2 separate regions of the Mus musculus genome follow, and region 1 is linked to region 2. The links are chromatin contacts, called in public HiChIP or PLAC-seq maps. All regions are on one chromosome and are shown on one strand. The core of a region is the stretch at or near the end of the contact, and the rest is flanking DNA. Distances in the headings are between cores, read along the strand shown. Region 1 has its middle 11 kb from the start of Cyp11a1. Region 2 holds the start of Cyp1a2 (cytochrome P450, family 1, subfamily a, polypeptide 2).

Region 1 (5,910 bases), core at 1,300-3,799, 320 kb after region 2:
AGAGAGGGAAAGGCTTACGGTACTCATGGGAGCCCCAGGTACTTACGGGACTAAGGCAGGATTGCACGAGCTAGGAGTTTGAGCCCATCCTTGGTGATCTGCACCCCATGTCAGAAGACAGAGAAGAAGCAGAAACAAGCAGAAAAAATGGAGAAGCAGAAGAGTGAGGCTCCTGGCTTTTCTTTTAGGACAGGGACCAGTCAGTTGTCACAAGCCCCTGCCTGGGCAGGAAGGCAGTGCTTCATTCCTTTCTCAGGAAATGCTCTCTACCCTCCAGGGGCCACAGGACAGTCTGTCTTAGTTTGCTTCCTACTGACGTGATGAACACCATGACCAAAAGCAACTTGGGGAAGAACGCATTTATTATACTGTTTTAGTTAAGGTTTCTATTCCTGCACCAACATCATGACCAAGAAGCAAGTTGGGGAGGAAAGGGTTTATTCAGCTTACACTTTCCACATTGCTGTTCATCACCAAAGGAAGTCAAGACTGGAACTTAAGAAGGTCAGGAAGCAGGAGCTGATGCAGGGCCATGGAAGGATGTTCCTTACTGGCTTGCTTCCCCTGGCTTGCTTAGCTTGCTTTCTTATGGAACCCAAGACTACCAGCCCGGAGATGGCACCAACCCACAATGGGCCCTCCCCCCTTGATCACTAATTGAGAAAATACCCCACAGCTGGATCTCATGAAGGCATTTCCCAACTGAAGCTCCTTTCTCTGTGATAACTTCAGCCTGTGTCAAGTTGACACACAAAACCAACCAGTACATATACTTACAGGTTAGAGTCCGTCATGGAGTGAAGTCAGGGATGGAGCTCAAGGCAAGAACCTGGAGGCAGGACCTGAGGAGGCCTTGGAGGAAGGCTGTTTATGGGCTTGCTCCCCAAGACTGGCTCATCGTGCTTTTTATTCAAATTAGAACCACCTGCCCAGGGGTGGCACTGCCCATGGTGGACTGGGTCCTCCTTTAGCAATCATTAATCAAGAAAATGTCACCATAGACATATCCGCAAGTCAACGTGATGGAGGAAATTCCTTAATTGACCTTCCCTATTCCCAAGTGACTCAGTGTGTGCCAAACTGGCAGGAGCTAATAGGCACACCTTCCCAAGGTGAAGCAAAAGGAAGAGAACAAGCAGAGGAGAGAGACGGAAGTAGCTAGATAGAGAGATTGGATATAGATAGACAGACAGGGAAGCAAAAGGGACTGAGTGTGACCGGCTGGGGAGATGGCTCATCGGGTAAGCAAGCATAGGGACCCGAGTTCAAATCCCCAGCACCTACGTAAAAAGGAACAAGGCAGGCATGGTGGTATACATCTATAACCCAAGTGTGGAGGGGTGAAAACCTGCAGCGGCTTGGTGGCCAATCCAAAACAGCCAGTTGCAGGTTCATTGAGAGAGCCTGCCTCAAAACAAACAAACCAAACTGGAGATGCATTTGAAGAATACATCTGGATGTTAGCCTCTGCTCTCCACATGTGCCTGCATAGGTAGACATACCTGCATACACGTGTATATAAACATACTACACACACACACACACACACACACACAGAGAGAGAGAGAGAGAGAGAGAGAGAGAGAGAGAGAGAGAGAGAGAGAGACTGAGTGGTAATAATGATATAAAGGGTTAAGTAGTCACACCCTGATTAGTAAAGCCATGCATCTCCAAGGCTGGTTTCTTGTCAAACATCTATGGGGGGTGTTGCAGGGTGGGGTGGGGAGGGGAGCTGATGTGTGACTTAGTGAAAAAAAATGCCTGGAGCTGGACCCATGAAAGCAAACACATTTGCCCCCTAAGATTTATTTTATCTTTAATTATGTGTGTTGTATGAGTGGGTTGTGTCCGTGAGTGCAGGTGCTCAGGAAGGCCAGAAGAAGGCACTGGATCCCCTGGAGCTGGAGTTGTGAGCTGCTGGGCATGGGTGCTGGGCACAGAACTCTGGCTCTCTGTAAGAGCAGGCTGCACTCTTAACCACTGAGGCCCCTTTCCAGTCCTGGGACACACAGCTTTCACCGTGGTGTCCAAACATTAACCCCAAACCACAGTGGACAGCCTTTAGCTCAGTGAGGTTACTTGTGCGATGTTGAGAATTTGAGGCCTTCCCAAACACTCTATTGTCCTGGTAAGTGTTCGTCACAACCTTGACAGGCAGGTTGTGATTATTTCCATTTTTTGGAGATGAAAGCCTTCATTCTCACTTGGCTCCAAGTGAGTTCCCCAAGTCCACACAATTACTCAGTGGTCGAACTAAGACTTGAACCCAAGTCCATCTGGTCCCAATGCCCCCTATGTGATTATGTCTGCAGTCTGCTCGGCACTTTTATACATTGGAAGGACACCCTTTTCTTTTCCTTATAGTGTTCCCAAGGCTCCATCAGCCACAGGGTTCTGTCTGGCCCTGACTGCAGGGTCTGTGCTTGCCTGCAATAGTCAGGTGCCAGAATCCTGTCCACTGTGATTGGACAAAAACTGGCCAATCAGTTCTTCAGGGAGATCATGGACAAGAGAGAGGGTGGCCCTTCTCTGTCTTTGCTGCAGGAGTTTCCAGGACCTTGGGGTCAGGTAAATCCCTGGCCTTCTTCCTGGCTGTGCACAGTTGACTGCAGGAGACAGCAGCCAACACAAAAGAAAGAATGGGAGGTGGGGGGCCAGCGACTTCCTCTGGCATGCTAGCTCCTGACCTTGAACTTTTCAAATTCATTTTATGTATATGGTATTTTTGTTTTAACCAGTTTCAGCTGGATTTCTGCCAAGTGCCCCACAAAGAATTCTGACACAAATCTATGATTTAAAAGAGTTATAAAACAGGAGCTCCACCCCGGCAGAAAGGGGAAGGCAGGCACTGGGAGTAGTGAAAGGAGCCTAGGTAGAGTTGAGCCAGGGGTGCAGCTAGGTCTCTGCGAGCCACGGGATAAGAATGAGAGTCCTGATAGTGACAAATGGGGCTCCATATAGATTCCCCCACCCCCCACCCCGCGCTTCTATCTCTGGCTTCATTTTCTCCATCAGCTTCCTACCCAAGAGCAAGAGCTTAAGAAATTTCTGAAAGGGGTGCCAGCGATGGAGCTCAGTTGGGAGAGTGCTTGCCTAGCATGCATACAGCCCTGAGTTCCATCCCCAGCGCTGAATAAACCAGTCAGTCCTGACCCTCGGGTGGTAGCAGAGAGGATCAGGAGTTGAAGGTCATCCTTGGGTGCACAAGTTCAAAACTAGTCTGGGATGGAGGCCCTGCCACAAAACCAAAGCCAACGTTCTGGAAGGACCCATGACTGACCCAGCCATGCCTTTTCACATGCAATTACAGTAGTCCCCTCTTGGGAGGAGAGTAACGTGGGCCTCACTTTTGTGATATTGGAGTCTCTCTATAGAAGTGGCGCCTCACAAGAGAGAAGGACCAACAGAATGTCTACCACAGAAATGAAAAGGTTACCTACTCAGCCGCTGGGATACTTGCTGGGGACCCCTGGCTTCCAGATAGGTTTCTGTCCCCATATGTTCTGGAGTGCTAGAATGGTAGCCCAAACGCTGGACTGTCCGATCATCAGCTTAATTCTGGTGAATCGGCATGAGGTCAAGCACGTGCTCTTTGCTTCCAGCCTTTCCTAACTTACTGAAGCCCAGCAGTCTACCTGGCGCACCAGCACCAGGTAGACTCTTAGAGTCACCACTCTTTCTTGGCTCTGCGTAGCTAGGTGGTGTCACGTGGTTAAGTTGTGGCCAATGAGATGCCTGATCTTGTGTGAGGGCTTCAGAACAGGTAGCTAGAGGTGTGGGAAGGGTCCCTTTTGCCTTCTTCATCTTCCTTCCCTCCCCCCTCTCCCCCAGTCCCCTCTCCTATCCTCCCTTCCCCCTCCCTCTTTTCCTTCCTCCCCCCCCCCCCCCGCCCCAACCCCACTCTTCTCATTTTGTAGTAGCCCAGGCTGACCCTTTTTATAGCTTTCTCTTCTTTCTGGTCAATAGCATAGAGATGGATCAGGAAGCATTGTGGATTGTGGGATGGCCTTGGAGATGCAGACAGTGTTGCAAGCCGGATGATGGCGGCTGGGCTTTGGGGACTCACCACCAGCTCTGGGTTGCCTTGGGACTTCTTTTATGCAAGAGGCAGTATACTTCAATCTTCTGTAAGCTTGGGACTTGGATTTTCTCTTTATCTATTCAAATCTTATCCCAACCAATAAAACTACTTTCTTAATAGTCCCGTCGGTGTGTGTGTGTGTGTGTGTGTGTGTGTGTGTCAATTTTTCCATAAATAGAGAAGGAAACATTTGCCGAAGACTCCACAGCTGGCAGCTGATGGATCAGTTAGACTCATGAATGTTTTGCCCTTTCTTACTGAGGTGTCTCACTGAGGTGGTCTTCAATAGGTTGAAGACCCGCAGGGTGAAGGACCCATCGAGGCTTGGTCTCAGCCTAAAAATGGTTCCTCTGAGGGAGTAACTGGCTTTGATCTCAAAAACCTGGTGTTTTGAGTTTTCTGTCTGGGAACATGCCACATATGTAGCTGTCTGCAAGTTTCTTATTACTGGAATGTCCTCATCAGGTGGAAGCCACTCAGGGCTGGTTCTCATATAGATGAGAGCTTGCTGCGCCCTGCCCTCCCCCGCCCCCCCCCCCCCCGTGCCCACTGATGGCAGTGTCCTGGGTGCCCCCCCACCCCCACCCCTGCCCCCAGAGGAGGGATGACTCTTGTAAATATCATGGGTGATTGATGTATGACTGTCACATTCATTCCCACCAGGCTCAGCATGGGACTCAAACAACAGAAATTAAGCATACTGAAACCCTAAGGAGGATGTGTCATACTACACTCTACACAACTACAAAGTGTCAAGGAAAGCCGGGCCTCTGGGGCTGGCATCTGTACACCTTTCTACAAACCGATTCTTTGTGGCTGCAGAATGGCTATTACCTTTCTGGGGCTAGTGCTCAGGTTACAAGCTTCTGTGAAGGATATCTTCAAACTCCTTGAGACTGCACCTGGGTGCCGTGGATAACAGCAGCAGGAACCTGATGGCTACAGGTCTGGAAGAGCAGCTGTCAGGATCGGGAGAAGGGATGCTGGTGGCCAACACAGTCCTGCGTTGGAAAGAGCCTAGTTTTCTCGGCTTTGTGGGGTGTGGTCCATGCTGTTCCTCTTTAGTATCTGCGACCATCTGTGCTGGCAGGTGCTTCCTGCTTTGTTATGCTTTTGTGTCTGGCTGACTACCTTGTTTCCATCCTGGCACCTAAAATTTTTAACTCCAGTAAATGAACCACTTTAAAGAACAGCAACCATTTCAAGACATGGGCATCAACCTATTAAAAACTCAGCACGGTTTTGGAAGGGCTTTGGACGGGTGGAAACACATCTTTCTGCTAAAGGAAGAAGAGCCGAAAATGTACTTGACCTTGATCACCATAGTCCTTTCCTTCGTGCAGTTGATTGGGTGGGACGGCGAGTTCACAGGCTGCATACCTGATGGTGACATCTGTGCTGTTGCTTTGTGAACTAAGACATCGTGAGCTGGTTTGAAAGTATATTGGGCTGGGCAAGTGTTAGATGAACAAGCCTCGAAAGCAAAAAGCAAAGGAGAGTGAACGGTGCATCGGCTTCCTTCTGTGTGGTTAGCGGAGTGGAGCTGTCTCACTCCTCTTCTGGACACCACCACTTCACAGAAGTGGTTTTTTTGCTGCATCCACTTTGCTGGTGATGGCAGACATTGGCGTGTAGTGTCTTAGTGTCGTCCAGTATAGGTGGGTACATGCTCAGCTGCAGCCCTTAAGTGGACCACTCCTTGGTGATTATGAATAACTTCGATCCCCCCTTCAAGGCTGATGCATTTTTACTTTTGATGACCCCCTTTACAACACTAAACCGATGAACTTTAGTAGAGTGGGTGGGTGGAGGGTCTGGACAGTTGTTGG
Region 2 (6,290 bases), core at 633-3,132:
TAAACCTCTTGAGGGCCGGGTTGGGCAGGTAGCGCAGGACCGGGAAGAAGTCCACTGCATTCCCTGAGGTGACATTCTCCACAAAGTCCTTGCTGTTATTCACGATGTTCAGCATCTCCTCGCTCTTCCGGGGGAAGTTCTTCCCAAAGCACATGGCACCAATGACGTTAGCCACCGATTCCACCACCTGGCTGACTGGTTCGAAGTGGCCAACCTCTGCCATCGCCTTCTGAAGCTTGCTGACGAGATGGTTAGCCTCCTTGCTCACGTGCTCCTCCAAATAGCAAGAGGATGCTGACGTCGGGTCCGAGGCTATGGAGAAGCTCTTCAGGGCATCCTGGGCCAGGCGCCGGCGGGCAGCCCACACGGGTCCAGAGTCTGGGTTGAAAGTCATGCTCTTGCCGTTAGTGATAAGTGTGAAGCTGTAGAGGTCTGGTCGGCCCTTGAAGTCATCTCCCTGCCTCACCAGGGCCTGCTTGATGGTGTTCAGGCCGCTCAGCACCACCACAGGAGTGGAGCCGATGCGGATCTGCAGCACGTCCCCATACTGCTGACTCAGCCGTGTCAGTGACAGGTGTGGGTTCTTCCCCACAGTCAGCATGTGCCCAATGAAGGGCAAGCCCCAGGGTCCGGGTGGATTCTTCAGGCCTTTGGGAACCTGGGTCCTTGAGGCTCTGACCATCCAGAACACTAAACAGAAGATGGCAGTGGCCAGTAGCAGCTCTGGGGCTAAGGAGATGTACTGGGAGAACGCCATCTGTACCACTGCAGGGGAAATGGAAAGATGGAGTGGTTGGGGATGGATTCTGAGCCTTCCGTTTATCCTTTCATTCACTCATTCAGTAGGTGCTGACATACATCCTGTGCTTGGCTTTCAGCCACACATCAGAAACGTGAATATACCTGTCCTGTGTCTTGTTCTTTCAGGGATTTGCCCTTACCCCATCCCAAAAGCCAAGGGCTGGGAAGGAGCCTTGCATTTACAACTTTAGTGTCTTGATTTCCATCCCAGGCTGTTTTGTCTACCTCTCTCGTTTCCAATTCTCAGACTGGCATGGATGCAAGTGACCACTCCAAAACCATGATGCTAAAAGCAGCTCCTCAACAGCCACAGTAACAGAGTGTTTGTACCACTTTCTGCCAGAGGGTCCAACACATTGGTGGTACCCTCCACATACCCAAGGAACAGAAGATGCCTCCTTGCCCAAGCGACAGAAAGCCACTGTTCCTGGGATGATATCAATGACCTGTGATATCCTCCTTTCTCTATAACACTCTAACAACACCCAGCAGAGATTCCTCCTCCAAAAGTGAGTCTTCATTTACTTCCATGCTTAGAGGCTGAAGTGGGCTACAGTTAGGTCTGGGGCTGTCCAATGCCAGGTGGGAATTCTTTCCCTACCTCTTTACTCCAGGCAACTGTCCTCAGAAAAAGCCTGGTTGAAACTGTTTAATTAAAGGTAATGGGCTAGTGAGATGGCTCAGTGGTAAAAGCACTTGCTGAAAGCCTGATGACTTGAGTTTGATCCCTGGAATTGATGTGGTGGAAAGAAAGAACTGATTCCTGAAAGTTGTCTCTGAGCTCCACACATAAGCTGTGGTGTTCAGACAGACAGACAGAAAGACAGAAAGACAGACAGAGATACACACACACACACACATACATATAAACACACACACGGAGGTGCAAAGGTCCAGGGCTGAGAATTAAGAAGCAAAACCTTAGACCTCTCAGATTTCCTTCACTTCCCACAGGGTCCCCGTTTCTCCATCATAATAGCATTTAGGAAATAGCAGCAGGTCTCATGATCTGGAAAGACACACAGACGTACCTGAAGGGCAGGGGCTGGAGACTGGCAGAGTTGTGGGAGTCAGTCCAGGACTTCTGGGTTCCGACGAGGGGCCTTTTATAACACCACCCACTCTGGACTGGCCCAGGTGCCCGGGTCACTTGATATCATAGCTGGATGCTGCACAAAGCTGAAAGGATCAATTCTTGGCTTCAAGCCATGGCTCCTCAGTTCCACCTTTCACTTGGGGTCAGAAGTGGCTTGGGGTCCATGGAGATAAATATTCATGGAGATAAAAAAGTATGACATTTTAGGGGCCAAGGTATATGTCTTTGAAAGAATACACTTCTTTCAAAGACAGGGCAGGGTTCAGGGTGTAAAAATTAGGTGGATGAACAGATATAACCTCTTCTCCACCCATGAGAATGGACGGGCCTAGCCCCCAGGCCAACCAGGGCAGCTCATGCTCTCCACGGAGGCAGATAGGGAGGTGCATTGTACTCGTGACTTTTCTGGAATTAACAATCTACCTGACAAAAGGAAGGGAAGGAAGGAAGGGAGGGAAGGAGGAAGGAAGGAAGGGAGGAAGAAGGGAGGAAGAAAGGGAGGGAGGAAGGAAGAACTATTTTGGCTCATGCTTTTGGGGTATAGTCCATTGTGGCAGAGGAGTTGCAACAGCAGGAATGTGAAGTGGCTGGTCACATGGCATCTGCAGTCAGGAAAGACACACACACACACACACACACACACACACACACACACACAGAGAGAGAGAGAGAGAGAGAGAGAGGACTGCTAGTTCTAGAGTCTTTTGTTGTTGTTATTAACCAGGGACTGCAGCCTAGGTATGGTATAGCCCACACTCAGGCTGGGCTTTCCCTCCTTAGTTACCTTTCAGGAAAGGTATGCCCTGAGGACCACCTTCTAGGTGATCCTAAATCCCATCAAGATGACACTGGAGATTAACCATGACATGTATGTTGTAGCTACCTCATCACACCCCACACCCATGTGTGTGTGTGTGTGTGTGTGTGTGTGCGCGCGTGCGCGCACGCGCGCGAGCGCATACCTGAACCTACATCCACAAACATACTTGGTGAGGACTCTACCACTGAATTAGGTCTTAACTCCTCTCCCAACTTTTATTTTCTTTAGAATTTTGTATTCTAAAGGGAGGCTCTCTCTGCACTCTCCCTCCTGTGGAAGATGGTAAGGAATTAAAAGACAACAAAGACAACTCATGGGGGCCGGAGAGAGAGGTAAAGAGCACTGACTGCTATTCCAGAGGGTTCAATTCCCACCACCCACATGCCAACTCACAATGGTCTGTAATTCCCGTTCCAGGGGACCTGACACCCTCACACAGACATATGTGCAGTCAAAACACCCAGCGCTTGGGAGGCAGAGGCAGGCAGATTTCTGAGTTCAAGGCCAGCCTGGTCTACAGAGTGAGTTCCAGGACAGCCAGGGCTACACAGAGAAACTCTGTCTTGAAAAGAACAACAACAACCAAACAACAACCAAACAAACAAAATCAAAAAAAACCCAAACACTAATGTACATAAAATAAAAGTAAAGAAATTTATTTTTTTAAAGAAAGAATATCCATAGCATGGATTGCTCTTTATGACAATTAGCTTGGACTCTTCTGATCAACACTATTGGAGGAGATAAAAATCCAAATAAACCAGACAAGTTCCAGGAACAAGAAACGAAAGAATTAAAAGCAAATGCAGGGTTGGGTATGGTGGAACACATCTCTAATCCCAGCATTTGGGAGGCAAAGGCAGCTGGATTTCTATGAGTTCAAGGTCAGCGTAGTCTACGTAGTAAATTCCAGGATAGCCAGGGCTACATCATAAGACCCTTAAAAAAAAACCAAATGCAATATGTGAACTTGATTGGATTCTATTTTTAACAAAAAGCAAATTTTGAAAGCTACTGAAGGCATTTTTGGAGAGATAACTGGGGACTCAAGGACCTGGTCTGGACATGGATGTGGAGATTAAATGACATTCTCAAATGGACACCAATTTTCTCAGATATGACATACAGTTGTACTTGCATGATACCGTAGTTACTGTTCTGGTTCTATAAGGAGATACCATGACCAAGGTAACTCTTATAAAATGAAACATTTATTGTGAGTCTGGTCACAGTTTCAGAGAGTTAGTTCATTATCATCGTAGCCGAAAGCAGACAGGCATGGTGCTGGAGCAGTAACCCAGAGCTTCGAATCCTGATCCTCAGGCTACAGACAGAGAGATCAAGATGGGGCCTGGTATGGGGTTTTGAAACCTCAAAGCCCACCCCCAGTGACACACGTCCTCCAGGCCACATCTCCAACAAGGCCACATCTTCTAATTCTTCCCAAGCAGTTCCACTAACTGGGGACCAAACAATCAAATGTATGAGCTATGGGGGCCATTCTCATTGAAACCACATGTAGGAAGATATTCTTGTTCTTAGGACATTAATGCTGTGTGCTTTAGGGGTGAAGTTTCATGATGCCTGCAACCTTCTTTCAGTTGGTTCTGTTTAAAAACAAAAGCCTACATTTTGGGACTGTTGAGACGGCTCAGTGAGTAAAGGTGCCTGCACCAAACCTGATGACCTGAGTTGGATCCCCAGGACTCACGTGGTGGGAAGAGTTGTCCTTTGATCTCCATGTGTGCCTTGGCACATGTACATCTTAACAAATGTGTACTCTCTTGACCTACCTCTCTTTCTGTCTGTCTCACACACAATAGATAAGTACAATTTTAAGATATTGGGTGGTGTCAGTGGTTGCGGTCGTGGTGGCAGCCAGGTGGTGGGCACTCCGGAGGCAGAGGTGGATTTTTGTGAGTTCAAGACCAGCTTGGTCTACAGATGGAGTTCCAGAATTACAGAGAGTACACACACACACACACACACACACACACACACACACACACACACACACTAAGCTTCAGGATTAACTTCTGCAAGTGTTAAGGATGAAGACTCCAACAGACTCACAAAGCTGTTTGAAGGCAGCTGGGAAGGAAGGCGCACCATTTCCTGTCTTACTGGGTTCAGCTCAATCAATTAAAAGGGTCAATCTGAAAATTAGGCTAGGTTTTATACAAATTCGTTTTCTTCTTTCTTATTGAGTAAAGCTTATGGCTTATTCTCTTTAGATGCCTCTCCTCCATTTTTTTTATGAGACAAAAATCTGTCTATGTACCCTTGGTTGATCTGAATTCACTATGTAGACCAGGCTGGCCTCCAATTCATAGAGATCTGCTGTCTCTGCCTCCACAGTGCTGGGATTAAATGTGTGTATTATATCCCTACAGCTACAGATGTGCTTAAAAAGACATTTAAAGGTATGTGTTACTTCATACATCCAGATGTGCTTTGAAAAAAAAAACCACAACAAACTACACAACCCACCTGGTGCCACATGACTAGGGCAGAGCATGAGTCCAAGATGACTACCAGTCTGGTGCCTCGAAGGCCCATGCAGGCCAACCACACCCAAGACAATCTCCACCTGGTGGCAGTTAGCCTGGGCAGGGTATAGCACTCCTGAGACCACTCGTGAGGCAATCCCAGATATCCAGAGGCCCCATGGAGCAAGTGAGTAATGGGGAGATGGAAGAGAAAGAGAAGCAGAAGGATGTGTGTACAATGAAGGGAGGCAGAACTGGAGACTCAAGGGTAGTGAGGAACAGCGGATGTGACGCCACCAAAGCCATGGTGACATCCTGGCCTGTGCTGCCACAGTGGCCCTGCAGTAACAAGGTCTGTTACCACCCAAAGCCAGGTGGATGTCCCTGGTCTCAACTGCTACTAAGAGCCATGTTGATGTCTGAGGGCTGTGCCTAACTGGCCCCATCCCTTGCCTAGGTATTGTAGGAGAGCTAGCCTGGAGGGGTCCCCGCCCCTCACCAGATTCAGTACTCAGAAGAGCAGCCCCTGAACCCATGGAGCACAGTAGAGCTGACCCTGGTTTTGGAGTTGTGGGTGAGCCAGCCCCAAGGTTGTGAATGTAGGAGATCTAGCCCTGAGACTCATTGTTCATGCAGTGGTATGGATGAGGGAGAGATGCCCTTCTTTGCCCCTTGTTCCTCACCACCTATGGCAGGTGGGAGAGTTGGCCCTGAGGTCATGAGAGTGGGAGAGCTGGCTCTGCCTCTTGCTGGCTGCAGCATTGGATGAGCTAGCCAGGGCAGTGTTGGAGAGCTTGCCCCAGTGGTGTAGGTACAGGAGCTGCCAGGCTGACCAGTGCAGATACCTCCCAGACCCAGATCCAGGACTTTGAGTTGTCCCACGCCAACATCTACCTCATCTATGAACTGCCAGAGCACATGAAGGGACTGCTTCTACAGGTCCAAATCTGCAGAATCACTATGACACAGAGCAACAGCAGGGTATCTGAGAGGAGTCTCAGTGAGGTCCAGTACTGATAGTGTAGCCGAAGCCAGAGGCCTTGAACCAGATCAATGACTCACTACAACTTCCACAAGATTTTGT

Evidence for each region. HiChIP or PLAC-seq counts read pairs in DNA pulled down with a chosen protein or histone mark.
Region 1: an H3K27ac HiChIP or PLAC-seq map of embryonic stem cells shows a contact between it and region 2, with 2.4 times the contacts expected there. The contact joins the enhancer-like site here to the promoter of Cyp1a2 in region 2. A contact is called at or near these places in 15 of 39 promoter capture datasets (the 3T3-L1 cell line, the C10 cell line, the HPC-7 cell line and 8 more), 2 of 15 datasets of contacts at CTCF or cohesin (embryonic stem cells and stem cell-derived epiblast-like cells), 11 of 484 Hi-C or Micro-C datasets (CD8 T cells, the HPC-7 cell line, bone marrow-derived dendritic cells and 5 more), 6 of 115 datasets of contacts at active chromatin or transcription factors (a colorectal cancer cell line, embryonic stem cells and stem cell-derived neural progenitor cells) and 2 of 9 other capture datasets (adipose tissue and embryonic stem cells).

What each region holds. Positions count from the first base shown.
Region 1 is chr9:58,000,817-58,006,726 of GRCm38.p6, forward strand. It overlaps a transcript of Cyp11a1 not described here and the pseudogene Gm17322. Among named protein-coding and RNA genes, the nearest start is that of Cyp11a1, 11 kb to the right of the region's middle. Within about 2 kb of position 2,550, at least 6 of the 459 cell types and tissues checked have an H3K27ac peak or open chromatin away from gene starts, as enhancers often do. A contact at or near this core is called in embryonic stem cells, where this site is marked.
Region 2 is chr9:57,681,773-57,688,062 of GRCm38.p6, forward strand. It overlaps Cyp1a2 (cytochrome P450, family 1, subfamily a, polypeptide 2), which reads right to left and starts at 1,883. Exons shown (of 7, transcript NM_009993.3): 1 at 1,833-1,883; 2 at 1-765. The coding sequence starts at 757. It also overlaps a transcript of Cyp1a1 not described here. RefSeq lists an enhancer at 6,150-6,290 and a cis regulatory region at 6,258-6,279.